Linked DNA regions of Mus musculus: region 1 is linked to region 2. Evidence: chromatin contacts called from public Hi-C data. All regions are on one chromosome and are shown on one strand. Each heading gives the region's core, a stretch centred on a gene start, on an enhancer-like site or on the middle of the called end of the contact. The rest is flanking DNA. Distances are from core to core; before and after follow the strand shown. Region 1 holds the start of Lrrn1 (leucine rich repeat protein 1, neuronal). Region 2 has its middle 70 kb from the start of Lrrn1.

Region 1 (2,700 bases), core at 137-2,636, 70 kb after region 2:
TTAGCTCATTTACATTTCCAATGCTATACCAAAAGTCCCCCATACCCACCCCCACTCCCTTACCCGCCCACTCCCCCTTTTTGGCCCTGGCGTTCCCCTGTTCTGGGGCATATAAAGTTTGTGTGTCCAATGGGCCTCTCTTTCCAGTGATGGCCGACTAGGCCATCTTTTGATACACATGCAGCTAGAGTCAAGAGCTCCGGGGTACTGGTTAGTTCATAATGTTGATCCACCTATAGGGTTGCAGATCCCTTTAGCTCCTTGGGTACTTTCTCTAGCTCCTCCATTGGGAGCCCCGTGATCCATCCATTAGCTGACTGTGGGCATCCACTTCTGTGTTTGCTAGGCCCCGGCATAGTCTTACAAGAGACAGCTACATCTGGGTCCTTTCGATAAAATCTTGCTAGTGTATGCAATAGTGTCAGCGTTTGGATGCTGATTATGGGGTGGATCCCTGGATAAGGCAGTCTCTACATGGTCCATCCTTTCACAAATTCCCCAGAATTTCTTGACTTGAGTATCCCGGGGAAATAAAATCAGGTTCTCTTTCTCAAAGTTGCTGATGCTCTCTCTCTCTCTCTCTCTCTCTCTCTCTCTCTCTCTTAAAGCTGATTCCCCCAATAGCACTTATCAAAGGCTTTTCCTGAACCTTGCTTTGGATTGTCACTTTGAAGTTGAGACCCTGGTTCAGGTCTAGTCTTCAACCACTTCCACCCTCCCTTCCACACTCTTGCCTGCCTCCCACCACCCTTGCCCTCACACCGCTCTGCAGTCTGCACTTTCAATCAATCCTCTGCTAATGTGAACACAAGTTTCACACCTAACCAAACAGACACTACACAGTTTCAAAGTTTCAGAATTGTTTCCAGAAAGCCTCCAGAATTTCACAGTGGCTTTGCCTCGCAATTAAGGGTCACAGAACTACCCTGGGTTCGGCAAGGGCATTAACCATTTCAGCTGCGGGTATGTATGTATGCACCACATAGCCAACTATCTCCAAAGGATGGGTCAGATCTCATACTTAAAACTCCATTGCAGTCCCATGGAGACTATGGCGTTCCTACAAGGGTTCTTCCCCTGTCCTTGCCTTCCTCTCCCAGTCACAGTCTTTCGTCCCTATTTTTTTAAAAAAGAAGAAAATGAAAAAAAGAAAAAAGGAGTGGCTCTCTGCTCCCTGCAGCGGCTGTAGTGGCATTGCAGCGATCTGGCAGGCCCAGGGTGGCGGGCCCGAGCTGCCCCTTTGTTGGGCGGGCTACAGATGGTGCCCCAGCGCGGGACTGCGCCTAGGCGGGCGTAGCGGGCGGGAGGGCGGGAGGGGGAGGCCGGGAAGGGGGTCGGGCGGGAGGGGAGGAGACCGCTAAGCAGCCAATCGGCGCGCAGCCCATCAGCTGACCGCTTTTGCTTACACCAGGTGCACGCCGGCTGCGGGGAGCACAAAGCGGGGCGCACGGAGGGCGCCGGCAGCAAGCCGTGAAGCCAGGCGAGGGCCGTGCGCCCCGGTTTGCAGCGCTTGTCGGGCGGGGACCGGGGCCCGCGGCGTCCTCCCAGACAGTGGCATCCTTGCCACCGCACTCCGAGGCGCCTCGGGCGCCTTCCTTGAGACCGATCCTTCGCTGCCCCGCCCTCTGCACCCCATTTCTTCTACCCTCTTTCCTATTCCCGCCTGTCTCTACCACGACCCCCAAGAACGCGATTTAGCCCAGCCCCGCGCAGCAGCTGTTGCTCCCGCGGCTGTCTCGCCTTGCATCTTGGTGCTCTGCTGGGGGTCCCCCAAGGAGCCAGTGCGCGCTGCGGGCTGGGTGGAGGCGCTGCTCTGCCGGTCCTCATCCTCCGGCTAGTGGCTGCTGCTGCCACCACCACCCGCTCCGTGCGCACCCCAACACCCCTGTCAGCCCAGCCTTAGGGTAAGTGCCCGGACCAACTGGGCCGCAGCAGGAGGTGTGGGAGGCAGCGGGAGGTGTGGGAGGCAGCAGGGAGGAAGTAGAGACAAACTTGGCAGCTTGGCGGACCCTACTGCGTTTGAGAAACCTCGGGATAAGATCTCAGGGCTAAGGGGAACAAGGGGGCGCGGTTTCTCGAGCAAGGAGGAAAAACGAAGTCGGGAAAGGAGAATCTACCGATCACCCTCTTGCCTTCAAAATGAAGCAGGGCGAGCGAGAGCAATAGTTGAGAAGAAAGGCCAGACAGAAATGGGCAAAAGGCAGTGACTGGAGCTGAGGCCCCAGGATCTCAGGGACCCATCAGAGGGGGAAAGAGAAGAGAAGGCTTGGTGCTGTGATCAGGGGAAAGAAGCTGGGGACCTGGGAAGAGAGCAGACAGAAGACCCAGGGAGTTGGAAATGGGGTCAAAAGGAAAGAAAGGTGGCAGGTTGTGGGGAGAGGAAAAGGTCTCGGCAGAGGCTACGATGCTAAGAATAAAGAGCAAGGAGTGTAATTAACAAAACACTGAGGATACTGAAGTCAGAGCATTGGGGAGAACATACTCAACTGTTATGTGGTCCAAGGAGGAGAAAACTGTTTTGAGCCTAGAAGGGGTAGCTCCCTTAAGGAGGCTTGCTACAGACGTGGAAATTTCAGGGAAGTCTTGATCTTTTCCAGGCATTCTGCTCTGGGGTCAGTGACTAGGAAAGTTTGCCAGCGAGTGTCCTTTGTGCTGCAAGGAGAGGGGTGTGGGCTGCTGCCTACTGATTCGGTGCTTCCT
Region 2 (2,700 bases), core at 95-2,594:
TTCCAGTAGACCCTATACCCAGGTGTATATAGAGAGTAGAAATTCAGATTGATGGGTATTAATTTTTAAAGGATTTAAAGTTAGAGTAATAGGAAGGTGGGGTTAAACATAGAAGAGATAGGGTTTAATATCATCAAAACGCACTTTGTAAAATTCTCAAAGAATCAATAATATTTTTTTAAAGATAGGCCATAGTAACCTGATCACACCTTTAGCCAGAAAGCCTTGTTGGATTCTGTGCTCATTACTGGACCCACCAGCATTAAAAAGGCAGGATCCTGAAACCCAGAAGGAGGTTTGTGTCTACAGTCTAATTTGAAAGTGATGAACTAGGAGGGGAACCAGAGCCAGGAGTCATGACTAAGATAGGCCACATGAGGCCAGATACAAACTATGTGAGGAAGGCTGGAGACATAGCCCAACAGTTAAGAGCAGTTATTTGTCTTGAAGAGGACTTGAGTTCAGCCATATTTGGCAGTTCATGGTTGCCTGTAACTCTAGTTTAGGGGATCTGATAGCCTCTTCAGTCATTGCAAATACTGTATGTGCTTGATGCACATACACTCAGGAGCATCCACCAAAAAACAAATAAAATAAAATAAAATAAAATAAAATAAAATAAAATAAAATAAAATAAAATTCAAAAGGGGGGAGAATATATAATATGGACTGTTTATTTGGCCATGTTATCCTTCTATTTTTAAATTTTTATTTATATCCATCAAATGAATGTCTATTTATTTAATTTATGTGTGTATGTGTGTGCCTGGATGGATTTACATTTACCACAAGAGTACAGGAGCCTGCAGAGGCCAGAGGGCATTGGGTCCTCCTGTAACTGGAGTTACAGGTAGGCATTAGCTTCATGAAGGAGGTTATGTGAACTAAATCCAGGTCTTTTGGATGAGCAGTAAGTACTCTTAGTGGCTGATATATCTCTCCAACTATTTTTAAAAGATGTTATAGGTCATTTCTAGTCATTAAAGATCTCCTTGGAAAATGCTATATTGAAACTTTGTAGACAAAAGGGTAAGGAGAATATCACATGGCTTGCCAAAGGAACTAGATGGCTTTGCAGATTTTCCACCCTCCTGAGGAAGCAAGTAACTCCTTCCCCTTCCCCTCAGTTACACCCTCATTTCCCTGCTTGGTATACAATACTCTTTTTAAATAGTACATGAAGGTTTTAAAGGATTAGAGAAGAAACTGTTCTTATCCATTTACCCCACCTGTCCCAGACTTTTATAGTTACATCTGTTATTTGTGTCTAGCATGGCTCATGCTTGATCGCAGACCAAGACATTTCTCAGGAGAAAGGAATTTTGGTTATGGTACACCTGCCACATGATATCTGTCAACATAGCTGTCTGATGAGAGTGCATAAGAGCCTTTACCAATGAGGAAACAGCTGTTCTAATCAGTAGTAAGCTGTTTGGAGACAATGGTTGTTGTCTCCAAACTACATATTTGTTGTCTCTAAAAAGCTTACTGCAGACACACACACACACACACACACACACACACACACACACACACACACAGACACACACACACACACATTCAAGCCTTCAGAAGTAGTTACTTCCTCTGAGACAAATAGAATATTTCATTCTGTGGCCCAGTTGGCAAAATTTGGCATTTGAATGCATAAGGATATGAACTCAAGCCCTAACATTGATAGCCACTGAGCGTTTAACTTCAGGCAAAGACTCTCTGTAACTTTCCTTTTAGAAAATAATTATAAAAGAAACACTGAACCCAGAAAGTTTTGTGAGCTTCAGAGTACTAACTGAGAAAACAAATGAAGGGATACTATATGTCTGGCCTATACTAACTGCACAGTATACATTAATATCTGTCCCAGTTTACTTCATTTAACTCAATAAAACAAGGCAGCAATGTGTATATTCAAGCATATTGTAAGTTATCTGATTGTACAGAAGTCAACTTATTTTTATATGTATTAAATCCAGTACTACTTCCCTTTGACCTCAAGATGTTTCAGATTAAGTTCTCTTAGAGAAAAAAATACTAAGATGTATTTAAGTTTTTTTTAAAGTCATTTCAATTAAACTAAAAATGTCAGGCAGACTAACTAAAACTAAAAATATTACCTGTACTATTAAAATGATGATACATGAATGATAGAATTTGAGAAAATATTCAGATGTATATAATGAACATCTCAAAGAGTGTCTAGAAAAAAAGATATGGAAGTCACAGGAAGCATATGTTGCTATTAACACATTTAGCAACAAAGCTGAACAAACATAGAACGGACAAGGGAAGTGCCTGCTCCCTCGGAAGCATACAAACACACTTTAACCAAGCTCTTTACAGAATCTAGGTGATGAGCGTGACAGGTCATTTGGTGTCAACTTGACTGGATTGGGGACAACAGGCAATTGAAATGTGGAAGCTCCCCTGCTACATCCACTCCAGTAGTGACTCTCATGACAGGCCTAGAAACCTGGATGGAGTCCCAAGGAGAAAAGTTCATGGAAATTTAGCCTCCTGGAACCGTGGCATCCCGTATAACGAACGTCTAAAACTTGTCCTTGCGAATGGATCTGTGTGCTTTCTCTCAATATTTTATTATAGGAGTCTTTAAGCAATGGCTTGCCAAATACCTAAGCAAAATTGAACTTTGCTTCCTGGCCTTCACCAATGCCCTAGGTAGTCCTTGAGCTGACCCTGGGC

The links. Hi-C and Micro-C count contacts between places; a contact is called where the count stands out from the background.
Region 1: a Hi-C map of myocytes shows a contact between it and region 2, with 5 times the contacts expected there. The contact joins the promoter of Lrrn1 here to the enhancer-like site in region 2. A contact is called at or near these places in 2 of 484 Hi-C or Micro-C datasets (muscle stem cells and myocytes) and 1 of 115 datasets of contacts at active chromatin or transcription factors (double positive thymocytes).

What each region holds. Positions count from the first base shown.
Region 1 is chr6:107,528,340-107,531,039 of GRCm38.p6, forward strand. Lrrn1 (leucine rich repeat protein 1, neuronal) reads left to right here and starts at 1,387. Exons shown (of 2, transcript NM_008516.4): 1 at 1,387-1,904.
Region 2 is chr6:107,458,082-107,460,781 of GRCm38.p6, forward strand. No RefSeq gene overlaps it. Among named protein-coding and RNA genes, the nearest start is that of Lrrn1, 70 kb to the right of the region's middle. Within about 2 kb of position 1,345, at least 4 of the 459 cell types and tissues checked have an H3K27ac peak or open chromatin away from gene starts, as enhancers often do. A contact at or near this core is called in muscle stem cells and myocytes, where this site is marked.